Linked DNA regions of Mus musculus: region 1 is linked to region 2. The links are chromatin contacts, called in public HiChIP or PLAC-seq maps. All regions are on one chromosome and are shown on one strand. The core of a region is the stretch at or near the end of the contact, and the rest is flanking DNA. Distances in the headings are between cores, read along the strand shown.

What was found. HiChIP or PLAC-seq counts read pairs in DNA pulled down with a chosen protein or histone mark.
Region 1: a contact with region 2 is called in an H3K4me3 HiChIP or PLAC-seq map of bone marrow-derived macrophages, with 4 times the contacts expected there. The contact joins the promoter of Micu1 here to the enhancer-like site in region 2. A contact is called at or near these places in 7 of 39 promoter capture datasets (the 3T3-L1 cell line, 3T3-L1-derived adipocytes, frontonasal cranial neural crest and 3 more), 1 of 15 datasets of contacts at CTCF or cohesin (pro-B cells), 40 of 484 Hi-C or Micro-C datasets (B cells, the C3H10T1/2 cell line, CD4 T cells and 28 more), 16 of 115 datasets of contacts at active chromatin or transcription factors (CD4 single positive thymocytes, the SCID.adh cell line, bone marrow-derived dendritic cells and 12 more) and 2 of 9 other capture datasets (adipose tissue and liver).

The regions. Positions count from the first base shown.
Region 1 is chr10:59,699,071-59,706,091 of GRCm38.p6, reverse strand. It overlaps Micu1 (mitochondrial calcium uptake 1), which reads right to left and starts at 3,529. Exons shown (of 12, transcript NM_144822.3): 1 at 3,405-3,529.
Region 2 is chr10:59,633,310-59,640,203 of GRCm38.p6, reverse strand. No RefSeq gene overlaps it. Among named protein-coding and RNA genes, the nearest start is that of Mcu, 20 kb to the right of the region's middle. Within about 2 kb of position 3,298, at least 158 of the 459 cell types and tissues checked have an H3K27ac peak or open chromatin away from gene starts, as enhancers often do. A contact at or near this core is called in B cells, CD4 single positive thymocytes, the SCID.adh cell line and 19 more, where this site is marked.

The sequences.
Region 1 (7,021 bases), core at 2,280-4,779, 66 kb before region 2:
CAATATATTACAGGTTATAAACCGCCAATACCTGGGGGCTGCAAAGATGGCTCATGAGTTAAGAGCACTTGTTGCTCTTGTTAAGGACCTGGGTTCGGTTCCAAGCACCCATAGTTTCAAGGACTCTGAAGCCCTCTTCTGGCCTCTCCAGGCACATACATGGTGCACAGACATACATGCTGGCAAAGTACCCATGCACACAACATTAAAATAAATAAAGCTAAAAAAAGATACTCCAGAGCCAAGACACCACACCTGTAACAACAATACACACCTATGCAAAGGAAGGGCTCAAAATTCAAATTTTATTAATAATAGATATTTTAAAAAGCAGACGTCAACGCCCAGACTACAAATATAAGTAATTTATATCTCAAAGGAAAAGAAGACCTCTTCAGTTAGAATACAAATACTTGTAAATATCTATTGTTTCCGCCTTCATACAACCGACCTCCCTTCAGCAGGATCGAACACCGCAATTGTTTTCCTTTAGAAACCAAATGTTCCCCTCTCCCCCCACCCCATTAATGTGTGTGGGGTGAGACCATGTTTTCCTTTCTCCTAGTCCATGGTAAGAAACCCAAGCCTGGCCACAAAGAGCTTTCTATCTCCCTGGCAGCAGGGAAAACCTCCAGGATAAACAGAGGCACAAGCTGGCATTGCTGGCCAGTGAGGCACCGCACAGAAACGTGCTAGATATATAGAGGACATGAGGAGCTCTTCTGGGGTGCAAGCCTTTCCTAAGGAGTATGAGGCCAAGTTTCAATTATTTTCCCAGAATTCCCAATTACATCTCCCCAAAAGGAAATGATTCTGGAGATTAGTAATAACCTTGACTTGGTAGGTGGGTGGGTGAATTTTTTTTTTTTTTTTTTTGAGACATGGTGTTACTATGTAGCGCTGGATGGCCTGAAATTCACTATGTGGACCAGGATGGTGTGGAACTCAAAAGACGTCTGACAGCCTCTGCCTCTGGAGAGCTCAGATTAAAGACCTGCACCGCCACACTCAGCCCAATGTTACAGGTTTTGTAATGTTCCCACTTTTGAACAGGACACACTGTTTTTATAAGAAGAAACAAAACCATTTCAAGATACTTCTCAGGTGTCTAACACATGCCCAGAGAGTAACATTTAGTGTTTTTAAAGAATTAACATTTTTTCCCCTCATGAAACACTAAATCAGAGCACCTGGAAAGGAATCCACTCCCTTTTTTGGCATCAAAGGAAGCTCTTTCTATTAGAAGTTGGGGGGATATTGTGGTAAACCTTTTTTTTAAAAAGTACTTTTATATAAAAGGAAGTATACCAGATAACTCTTTGGGGGAAAATGGAGAGTATTTAGCTTGTGCTTTCAATACTGTTGAAACTGTTCAAGAGCTAAAACTAACTTTGCAGTTTAAAAGTAAACATATATATACATATATATGTTGTATGTATATATGTTGTGTGTATGTGTGTGTATATGTATGTGTGTATATATATGTGTGTGTGTATATACATACATATAATATACATACATATATATGGCTTTACTGCCAGCCTGGTGGCACATGCCTATAATCCCAGCACTCAGGAGCCTGAGGCAGAAGACTGCCATTAAATATTCAGCCAACTGTGGGGGTTGGCGGGGAGAGCATCATTAATTACTTGAGTCTTTAAAATGACTACAAAGGTCTAAAGTAGTTGTTCAGTTAAATATAACGGTTATAATTATTTCATGTGATATTCAATTACATGAGGAATTATGTATTATTAGTTTTTTTTTCCTCTAAGCATAAGAAAGCAAGTTACAGAGCCTGAGGCAGGGTGTTTATACCTAGGAGTTCAAGGCCAGCTTGGGCAACACAGTGAAACACTGTATCAATAGATGGGTGGATGGACAGACAGACGGACAGATGGATGGATGGATTTACTGAATACAGTAACCACTCCATGAAACTATAATAAAGGCAGTGATGCTCTTGCTTTTACCAGAATTGGCTTTATCATTGGCTCCTATCATTCTCTCCAGGCACACCAGCCATTCCAGAATCTTCACTTTCTGCTAATATTATTTTGAATGTTATGACCCCTGTGCGGATACTTAGGTGTTGATGACTCTTTCTTGGCATCAGTAGGTAGCCAGGGTGATGTCTTTAAGCAAAACAGAATCAAAGATTGATGAGAAGTGGGGACCGAACCCATTGAAGTCTGTAAGGTCTGGGCAGGCCTGTAATCCCACCCACCATTCAGTTGGCAGAGACAGAAAGATTCAGACTTTAAGGCCAAACCTAGTGATGGGGGTGGGGAACCTACCTCAAAAAAAAAAAACAGAACAAAAAAGAATTCAAACAAAACAAAGTAACTGGTGGCCAGAACATCTTCCCGGATAAGTGGCATTCTAAACTCTTTAGGATAAGATTCTAAACAAGCATCACATTGTCCACACCGGCAAACATTCAGGATGGTCGAGTCCGCCAACTGTTTGTTATGTCTCAAAGGCTGACAATCAGTGAAACCTAAACTCCCCAACAGATGTGTTTCATCTCCAGCACACACTCCTTTCTAATGCTGTTAAATCACCTCCCTGTCTGACCCTACTGACTGCTTTAAAGTAAACAGAGGTTTATTAAGGGAGTCATCCCAGAAGTGGATCAAAACATGTATTTATAAACAAGCGGGAAAAAAATAGGTCTTTCCAAAATGTCTCAGGAAGAAAATTATTTAATCTTAATTATTTATTTACATGCACAAATATTTGCACTTCAAGCACCTGAAAGGGACTGTAGACAAAACCTCGGATTTATAAAGGTGACAACTTATTATAAAACACAGTCCGCCTTAAACTCTTCTTCTAGCATCCCACATAATCAGTAATACCTGGCTCATTCTCGAAACATCGTGTGGGTAGCCCCGACTGGGACTGGGCACAGACAGAGAAAGGGAGAATGAGAACGCGAAGTTGCTGGTGAGGATAAAAAACGGAACAGTCCGAGAAGTCTGCAGTTTGTTTTGCTTTTCTAAAAGGCCAATGATCCCCCCGCCCCATCTTCTCTATCCCCAATACATGTATTTATCTATCTTTCTGTCACAGCTCTAAACTCCTCCATCTACTTCTGACCACATCCACGAATTCCGGGAGAACTAGTGTGTCCTGGCCGCAGGTGGAGAGGATGCACTCTGAGGCTAGAAGCCGGGCACTACAAGTTCTCCCTGACAGGGATAAGGGGTGATAGGGTGAAGGGAGCGGAGGACCGAGAGTCCCCTCAGCATATCACCAACAGCATCACCAAGACAGCAGCAGTCCCTGGCGGACCTGAAAAGTGGCCGGATCTCAGAGCCACACGAAAGGCTCGTCCCCAAAATGCGCCGACTTCCCCTCCCCTAAACTCGCCTCCAGGCGATCAGATTCCTCACACTCACCCGTCCGCGCTCCAGCTTTAGCAGCAACTCGGAGAATGCCGCCCACCTCTGACAACCATAGAGACGCAAATGCCGGGGAGCCCCGCTCTGCGTCCTCCGCCCACTCTCACGTGACTCCCTTAGCCGCTGGGCCTGCCGGGATCTTGATGAAACGTAGCAGGGAGGAACCGAGTTGGGGAAAATGGGGCGGGGCGGAGAGGCAACCCCGCCCTTCTCTGGGGCCCGCCCACACTTCGGATCCCGCCCCGAGTCAAGACTCCGCCCTCGCCTGGGGGCCCGCCCTGTCCTCAGCCCCGCCCACACGTCGGTGCCACGCCCTCGCTGTTTAGGCGGGAATGCCGGCAGATTTGCAAAATCCCTCCTGCATTCCATTGCTGATTTTGTTTCTCTGCTGTCAAAGTCCACCTCTCCTGTGCCTCTTTCTAGTTAAACCCTGCTCTTCCGTAAGTGGGAAATTGATAACGAGGTTCTTCCCACCAGTCTAGAGGCTCACACTGGTTTTATTTTAGGAACATCTTTTATTTATTCTTTGACAGTTTCGTAAGATATAATGTATCTTAATCTTATCCACCTCCAGTTCTCCACGTTCACTCCTTCCAGGAAGTCCCCGCTAGTCTCCCAACACTTGGAACTTAGAGGCTAGTGTGGTTTACTTAGACCTGTGTCAAATTATGAAACAGAGGAGCTCAGCAGGTAAGGGCTCTTACTACCAAACCAGATAACCCGTATTTGAGTCCCAGGACACTTATGGTGGAAGGAGAGAACTGACTGATGCAAGTTGTCTCCTAACCTTCAGAACCATGCTGCGGAACACACATACCTGCATGCATACATACATACATACATACATACATACATACATACATGAAAAAAGGGAAGGAGAAAAGAGCGAATAAAAGTCTTCTCTTGGGACACACATCTTGTTATCTCTGAAACTTGTAAATTTCACATTGCATCGTAAATACCATAGAACACTTTGGAGGCTCACGGGATAAATTAACTCTTTATTTGAATAAGGAAAAGAGAAAAAAAATCATCAATATATAAATTGTTGAATAAAATTTTCAGCCAGATGTGGTGGCATAGAACTGTAATCCCAGAATCTGAGAGATAGAGGCAGTAGGATCAGGAGTTCAAAGCCATACTTAGTTACATAGTGAGTTTGAGGCTAGTGTGGGCTCTATAAGATCCTGTCTGAAAAACCAAGCCAAACATAAAAATCCATCAAGATCAAGGAAGACAATGATTAAGTTGGGCATGTTGGTATATGACTATAACCCCTGTAGAGACGGAGGCAGGAGGATCAGGAATTGTCTTTAGGTTGTCCTCAGCTACATAAATAGCAAATTTTTCCCTTACCTCCATCCATGTACCATAGCAAATGTGTCACCCCACACACATACTCACACACATAATAATATGTAAATAAATATAAGAAGAAATATCCAGGTATCCCTCCCCTGCCCCACACCAGTAGTTCCCATGCCATGTTGATAATCAAATGCCTCACACTTAACTGGAGAGATTTTTGGTTTAGGTTTTTATTTGAGACAGTTCTTTTTATATAGGCTAGGGTACCCATGCTGTTCTCAAACTCATGGTAATCCTCCTGCCTTGGCCTCCAAAGTGCAGGGGTTGTGGGCATGCACTACTATGCCTGGCTCAGGGTAAAATAACACAGATTCCTGGATCCTAAGATACACTCACTGGACTAGAACGGTGCTCAGAAATCTGGATCTTCATAGTCCCATGTGATTTCCATGTAGGTGTTGAATGGGAAAAGAAATGGATTTGGGTCTTTTTTTCCCCTCCATGCCACAGAATAAAATATCTCTATTTTGTCTTCAGTATAGCAAAAGTACATTATACTAGAAATCCTGCGCTATTTTGTGTGTGTGTGTGTGTGTGTGTGTGTGTGTGTGTGTGTGTGTGTGTGTGAGAGAGAGAGAGAGAGAGAGAGAGAGAGAGAAGTTTTTTTTCTCTTTCAGTTGGGCCAACATATTAATTGACATGCTTTCAAGCATTTCCTAGTTACCTATTTTTATCACATACATAAAAGTAGCAATTCCAGGTGTGACCACAGCAGGCTCAACTTATTACACCACAGTGAAAAGTGAATCTCTCCTGAGACAGGCATCTGAGTGACTGGAGTGTCATTTCATAAGCCTTCCATTCAATTCTTTCAAATGAATTCAAAATAGACTCCCCATCCTTCATTATATCTATCTTCAGAGTTTTATAAATTATAGTCTTTAAAAACCTATGCAGATTTCCAAAGCTTTCCTCTCTCTTCTGTAGTGCTGGAGACTGAACACCGAACTTTGTACAGTCTAGGAAGCCCTCTAGAATTGAGCTGTTTGCCACCCCACAGATTCTTGTTGAGGAACTAGTATAGTCCAGTATCATTTAGAAGTTAAGTTCTTAGTTGCTATTGTAGTGTGTATGTTCTTTCCTGATAATTATGGCCAGAAATAATTATATTCAAATAAGTAAGAAAAAAAATTTTTTAAACCTTAAATATTCCTTTCTTTTTATCTATCACAAATGAAGCAAGGAAGACCAGCTGAATCAACGATACATAAAAATTTTAAATCTATTCTTTTTCATTGTAGTTGAAGGTAACTACAAAATCAAAGAATCGCTTCTCCTATTTTGAGTCCTAAATCCATTTTTTTCCACTTTTATAAAAGGAAGCCGGCGTTCATGGAGAAATGGTTGAATTCAGGGCGAGGGCAGAAAGGTCCAAGAGGATCTGGAACATCTTGTGTTAGAAAGTCTGGCTGTACCCAGGAAATTAAAAGGTGCATGCCAAAAACTTGAAGGGCTTCGAGATGGCCAACTGTGGGACTATGGGAGAATTAAAGGGAGAACAATGTGCTGGTTCGATGGTTCCTATAAGCTCAGTCCAGAGAGTGGCACTATTTGGAGGTGTGGCCTTGAGGGATTGGGTGTGGCCTTGTTGGGGATGGGCGTGGTCTTGTTGGAAAAGGTGTGTCACTGTGGGCGTGGGCTTTAAGACCCTCATGGGGGGTCTTAAAAGCTATCTGGAAGCCAGTCTTCCATTAGCAGCCTTCAGACGGAGATGATGAACTCTCAGCTTCTGCACCATGCCTGCCTGGATGCTGCCATCTTCCTGCCTTAATGATAATGGACTGAACCTCTGAACCTGTAAGCCAGCTCCAATTAAATGTCCTTTATAACAGTTGCCTTGGAGCCAGGCATGGTGGCGCACGCCTTTAATCCCAGCACTTGGGAGGCAGAGGCAGACGAATTTCTGAGTTCGTGGCTAACCTGGTCTACAGAGTGAGTGCCAGGGCTACACAGAAAAACCCTGTCTCGAAAAACCAAAAAAAAAAAAAAAAAAAAAAAAAAGGAATTGCCTTGATCATGGTGTCTGTTCAGAGCAGTGAAATGGTAACTAAGACAGGCTGTAATCCACTGAATAAAACAAGACTCCACGAGTCTTTAGTAATGAGGGAGCGGGGGATACACAAATAGATGGAAGAGACCTCCCTTAACACGAGGTCCCCACAATAAATACAAAGGCAGCAGACAGGAAACAAAATAAAACAACCACAAACCAACCAAACCAACAGTTTGCACCAAGCACGGCAAAG
Region 2 (6,894 bases), core at 2,049-4,548:
TTAGTGTGAGAAGCCTAAACAACCTCACTTTAGAGGCAGGTGCAGTCCTGAGTGGTCTCAACTTAAGGTCAGAGTTGAAGAAGAAAAGATTTCTTGTCGTGCTCCACTTAGGGTCATGAATATTTGTTCCAGAGGTTAAAACGGTGGACAGGAACACTTGGTACACGCTCAACTTCAAATTGCTGCGAAGAGACACTGTGACCAAAAGCAACTTTTATAAAAGAAAGCATTTAAGTAGGGGCTCGCTTACAGTTGCAGCTCGTTATTATCGCGGAGAGGAAGGAGGAGAATGGCGCCATGGTGGCACCGGAGCGACAGGGGAGAGAGCTTTGCATCCTGATACATGTGAAAAGTACAAAGACATTGAAAGTTCAAAATCAAAAGCCAGTAAGCAAGGATGGGAGCTAGAGAATGAATCTATCCAAGTAAAATGGGAAGTATGGTTTTTAGCACCACTCAGGAATCCTTAAAATGGGGAAGACTGGAGAAAGTTGCAGATCAAGAATGGAGTTTTTCTCATTGCCTCTTTCGTCAAGTTCAGCTTTTCTTTGTTGTAACTGCCATGCTTGTGGACAATATATCTCATTTGTATAGTTTTGAGACAGAGTCTCTCCATATATCCCGGATTGGCTTTGAACACCAGATCCTCTTGTTTCAGGCTCCTGAAACCACAGAACACTGAGTACTTTTTTTTGTTTTGTTTTGTTTTGTAGGCTCTCATGTAGCCCAGGGTGGCCTCAAACTCACTATGTTTGATCATCTGTCATAGTTGGGTTTGGAACTGCTGTGACGAAACACCAAAAAAACAAAAAACCAAAAAAAAAAAAAAAAAAAACCAAAAAAGCAAGTTGGGGAGGAAAGGGTTTATTCAGAGTCTAACACTTCCAGATCATAGTTCATCCCTGGAGGAAGTCAAGACAGGGATTCAAACAGGGTAGGAACCTGGAGGCAGAAGCTGATGCAGAGGCCATAGAGGATGCTGCTTACTGGCTTGCTCCTCATGGCTTGCTTAGCCTACTTTCTTATCAAACTCAGGACCACCAGCCCAGGGGTGGTACTGCCCACAGTGGACTGGGCCCTCCTGTATTGATTGCTAATTGAGAAAATGCTTTAGAACTGGATCTCATAGAGGCATTTCCTTGGCTGAAGCTCCTTTCTCTGTTGACTTCAGCTTGGTCAAGTTGACAAACAAAAGCAGCTTGTACGCCATCCAAGTGTTAGGAGTATAGATGTGTCCTACTACTCCAGTACACAAGATGCTGAGGAGTTGAACCCATGGCCGTACAGGTGCTAGGCAAGCAGGCTGTCTATGGGGCTACACCCTCAGCTCTGATATGCATACCTAACAGTGAAATACCAGAGCACTAAATGCTGCGCTCTCTGTTATCGTCCACTGGGTCTTGGCCAGGACCTTAAGACACATTCCAATTTTTTTATTTTTCACACTCCAACAAAATGACTCATTCCCTTTCTTTCCCTCAGGAACCCGCAACTATTCTCTGGATCCCAGCTGCCTTTCTTGTAACATTAAAGCAACAAACTGCAGTTGTTTTTCTAGCCGCCTCACTGAAGTAACCAATGTCTTTAGAGTCTTTGACATCTCTTTTTAAAGAAGCCTGCCGATGAGTGTCTCACCGGCATTGACTAGCCCGTTTCTCCTCATCTTGGCCATAATACCAAATATACAAAGAAGCAGTCCGAAGCCACTAGTCTATCCTGTTAACGGCTGGTGATTTGGTTCAGGCTTAATCCTATAAAGCATTGATTGAACGTGGGATGCTCATCTCTCTTAGCAGTTCCTAACTGGATCAGTATGTAAAGCATTTAGCTGTGTGGAATTCCTGCAGGTTCTACTCAGGTTTTTTTTTTTAGTTCCCAACCCTTGCTGTCTAGAGGGGGAGACCTGCAAGAGAAGTACAATGTAATGCTGTTATCCCTGCATGTATTTATAAGACACGGCCAGCTTGCTCACACTCTAATGTTTAGCATTTGTCAGTCCCTGCATCTTAAGTCCCTGTCTCCTGGCCCAGTAAGAGCCCCTGACATCTAGCACTGGTGTTCACTGGCTCAGTTTTAAAGTTTCAGTCCTTTTTTTTTGTCTTTTCTTTTAAATGATGTCCCTAGTTCGGTAAAACTTCACAGTGAGCATAATTACTTGGCTTAAGTATTTTTAAGCATTATTTTTATGGCCGCAGAAATCAGCGCCTTGTTGGAAGGGGAGGCACGGGGGCAGTACGTACTATACTGCACAGACACATTCTGGGACGTTGCTTCAGAAGCCAGACCATAGTGAAATGTAGGAAATAAGTAATGAGTTTTTTAAGTATGTTCTCCTCTGTTTCTAGTGTACTTTCCCACCTGTAAATCCAGATGATGTAATGCCTAAGAAGTATTAAGTTTCTCCAGTGCTTTTCCAATAGCCTGGCTCTTGAGTAAAACCATCTGTAGCACATCACTGGATTTAAATTTATCTCAGAGTCTGAAACAAAAGCTTAGTCTGGAAGCTAACAAGTCATTTTATTTATTTATTTATTTTTCTTTTTTATCTAAAGCAACTCTTGACCCAAATACACAGACACTGATTTTGATTAGGTTAACAGCAAACACGAAGACTGCAATGTGTCTGGTGTTGTGCCTCAAGCAAGATTAAGAACCTTCTCATTTTCCTCCCCATTTCGATAAAAAAACATCTCTCTCTCTCTTTTCCTCCCTCTTTCCCTCCCCCTCCCGCTCTCTCTAGGTTTCTAGGCTGTACTTGACTGCCCCTTGCTCTCATGTCATTTCATTCCATCGTTCCAGATGTTTGCCACATCCTGATGGCTCCACTTCCCAACAACATCCAGGTTCCATCACTTCTCTTTCTCCATCACCCCCAGCCTGTGCAAACTGTTATTCTTTTGTCCTGAGAAAATGGTCCTGCTTATACCCTTGCACCATGAGCACATGCGCAGAAAGCAGAAAGCAGAAAGCAGAAAGCAGGAGGGTCCTTTTAACTTGCAATATGTGCTTTCTTTCTGTGTAGTATTTTCGGACAGCCTCGTACCTCACTCCAAGTGAAAGCCGGAAATCGTTACAGTGGTCCAGGGACCCCAACATCATTGACAAATCTCCCCACTTTTCTGACCTTACCTACCACTCTGCTCAAGCCGCTCAACTACCTGTGTTCCTCCCTGGTCCTCCCTGGTCCCTGCAGGAACACCTCAGCAGAGTCTGAGTCCCATGTAGTATATGTAGTCTTCTCCAGAAGACCGTCATGACTGACACGCTTGGTTTTCGTTTCGTTTCTTTTCTTTTTCCTGTAGCTCTGAGGCTTTTCATTGGCTAGCTCAGCACTTCACTGCTGAGTTGGCCAGCCCTGCCCCGCTCTTCCTTACCGTCTTCCCAGAGAACATTTTCCTCAGAACATTGTTTAAAAAGGCAGTGGTGGAGTTCGCCTTTAATCCTAGTATTGGGCAGGCAGGCAGGCAGGCAGGCAGGCAGGCAGGCAGGCAGGCAGGCAGGCAGATCCCTGAGTTCGAGGCCAGTTTGGTCTACAGAGTGAGTTCCAGGAGAGCCGGGCTACACAGTGAGACTCTGTCTCAAAAACAGGCAAAGGAATAAAAATTGTATTTCCACTTATTACCCACAGAATTTTCCACTTGGATTTTTTACATAGACTCATTTCTATTAACTTACTCTGTGCTTTACTTGTTGATAGATTCCTCCCATCCCAACCCCAAATAGAATATAAACTACACAAAGTCTTTGTCTGTATTATTCACTAAGTATTCCTCAGTGTCTAAGATCCCCGGATACTCTTTGATATGTTAATTGCCATATATATATATATATTTTTTTATGAAGGAATAAAAATATGTCATCAAGCAGTTGCAAGGTTGATCATGGGTACATTTGTAACCAATGTAACCGCAGTGTCTGGTTTTCAACTCTGGTCTCCTGGTTACTAATCCCTAACATTGTTGCCAGGCACCCACAGTTCTGACATGCCTGCTAAGATCCCTGTCAGCTCCCAGCCCAGCCCTGTACCTTAAGTCTTACTTGGCTGCCTTCTTTGTACCTTGGGTTACTTTTTAGAAACATGATTTGTGTCTGTGTCTGAGCTTTGAATCCTTTTTCTCTTTTGAGAGAGCAAAAGGATCTCATTATATAGACCAGGCAGGCCTTGGGGTCATGATCCTCTTGTGTTTCAAGTGCTAGAATTACAGGTAGGCAAAACCACGCCTGGATTCTTATTATTCTATATTATTATTATTTGCTATTAGGGAAACACCAGGGCTCCTTATACATCTAAAGCTCTACCACTGAGCAACATCTCTGAGTAGAGCTTTGGGACTGATTTTGGATCTGTAACAGATTTATTACAAAATGCATTTTCCTTATCATCTCCAAAACTTAATCAAAAGCCAAGTGTAATAGTAATCGTCATGGTTTGAATATGCTTGGCCTAGGGAGTGGCACTATTTGGAGGTGTGGCCTTGTTGGAGTAGGTGTGGCCTTGTTGGAATAGGTGTGCCACTGTGGGACTGGGCTTTAAGACCCTCATGCCAGCTGCCTGGAAGTCAGTCTTTCACTAACAGTCTTTAGATGAAGATATAGAACTCTCAGCTCCTCCTGCACCATGCCTGCTTGGATGCTGCCTTGTTCCTGCCTTGATGATAATGGACTGAACCACTGAACCTGTAAGCCAGCCCCAGTGAAATGTTGCTCTTATAAGAGTTGCCGTGGTCATGGTATCTGTTCACAGCAGTCAAACCCTAACTAAGACAGTAATCGTCTTTGCCTTTAATTCCAGCTCGTGGCAGGCAGAGGCAAATGAATCCCAAGTTCAAAATTATCCTGTGCTACATAGCAAGTTCAAAGGTAGCTTGGGCTACCCAGTAAGATCCTGTCTCAAAATAAGTAACCCCAAACTTAAAATATGTGGTGGTGTGAGCCTGCAGTCACAGCTACTTTGAAGGCCAATGCAGGAAGAATGTTTAAGTCCAGTTTGAGGCCAGCCTAGATAATACAATGAAATGCTGTGTTTAAAACAAATTAAAATGGTTCATTATAAGGATAAACACTTCTTTCAGCAATTGGATAGGAGATGACTTATCTGTCAAGTCTTCTGTTGTCTCTATAAGATACATGAAAATTCCAACAAAATTCAGGTTTGACATAAACACAGAATTAAACGGATTAGAGGCAACCTGCCAGCTGTTGTTAGAGATCAAGATTCCTGGCTGCCTACGTACCTTTCTTTAGCACTTTGCAGAAATCCTGGCATAACTAGGATCAACTGAGTGATATCCTCAGCTGTCAGCCCAGGTATTTGCTATCTAGTTAACATGGTATAGATGCTCTGAATTAGTAAACTGCTTCTTGATTAGGAACAATGATTCACATCATGAGGAGAATTTTCAACCACCAAACAACCCCGTGGATCGACTTGGTTTTCTTTAAGCATCTCCTCCACCTATATTTTTTCTGTAGACCCTTTGGAGACAGTGGCAATATAAACTTTTATATTTTATAAATATAAAAGATAAATATAAATATATCTTTTCCAAATAGAATTGATTTGGCCAAAACTCAGAGACCACGAGGTACCTAAAAATGCTAGTGAAAATAATTCTATAATAAAAAGTATAGAATATGTACATATAATATATTACATATGTTATATATACATATATATGATTATACATACATATATATATAACATTATATATCTTATACAAATAATAAAATTTATAAATAATATATTATAATTATATAAATTATATATAAATAGATATATAAAATAAAATAAATATATTTTTAAAATAAAAATGTATAAAATAAAAAGGATATATCCAATATAATTGTAATATAATATGTAATTTATATAATATGTATAAAATAAAAAGGCTATATATACAATAACATAAACAAATATATATAAAATAGAAATGTATAAAATAAAAGGACATTTCTCTTTACATAGTAACATTTTAGAGAGATTTTAAAAAAATCTATTATAGAAGGTGATGAGGCTGGTGATTATGAGCCAGCATTAGACCTGAAGACAGTGTAAGCCTCCACATTCCTTACCACTGAGCTGCAGGATGGAATCGCTGAATTTCATAAAATCACCATTGCTGTAATGCTATAAGGCTCTTCTACCTAATATCAGTTCAGTCAATGTTCCCTTAGAGGCAGACAGAATGATTCTTTTTGGCTTACCTAAAGAAAATCTCAAATCGAATTTTTTTCAACATTGCCATTTCATCTACTTCAATATTTGTTTGCGTCATAGAAAAGGATCTTGGTTAGCTGAAGTTCATTAGGAGTCAGGGGAAGAGAAAGACACTAAAAGTTCACGGCTGTTGCCTTTGTGCATGGAGGGTGTGAGTCAGCGAGCTTAGTGAAGCTCAGGGCTTCAGTGGGCTGATGAGCCCAATGTGCCAGTCTCAAGGGTAATATGGTCCATTCCAAGTTCTTAAAATAGACCAGGAGAAATGGGAAATAAATAGAAGAGAACAGGGTGTGGGCATTTATTGTTTTATGTTTAAGACATCTGTGGCCAACCCTGTAAGTGCCACTGAATGAGTCCAGTCAAAATTCAGAAACCAAGGGGCTTTGCATGGTCCCTTTACCAGGCAATTTCTCAGGATATGACACCTCAAATCTGTAATACCAGTATTTGATAGTTAGAGGCAGGAGGATTACTATGAGTTTGAGGCCTTCCTCAGATGCAAAGTGAATTCCAGGTTAGCCTGGGCTAAAGTGAGCTCCTGTCTCAGAAAAGTAGGCTCCAAACTAAAAAACTAAAGACTATTTCTTTGTATTTTTCTTCTGATGACACATTTGCCAATAATGAGAACTCTTTAATATAGCATCCCTGCTTTTAAGTAAACGAATAACATTTTAGGA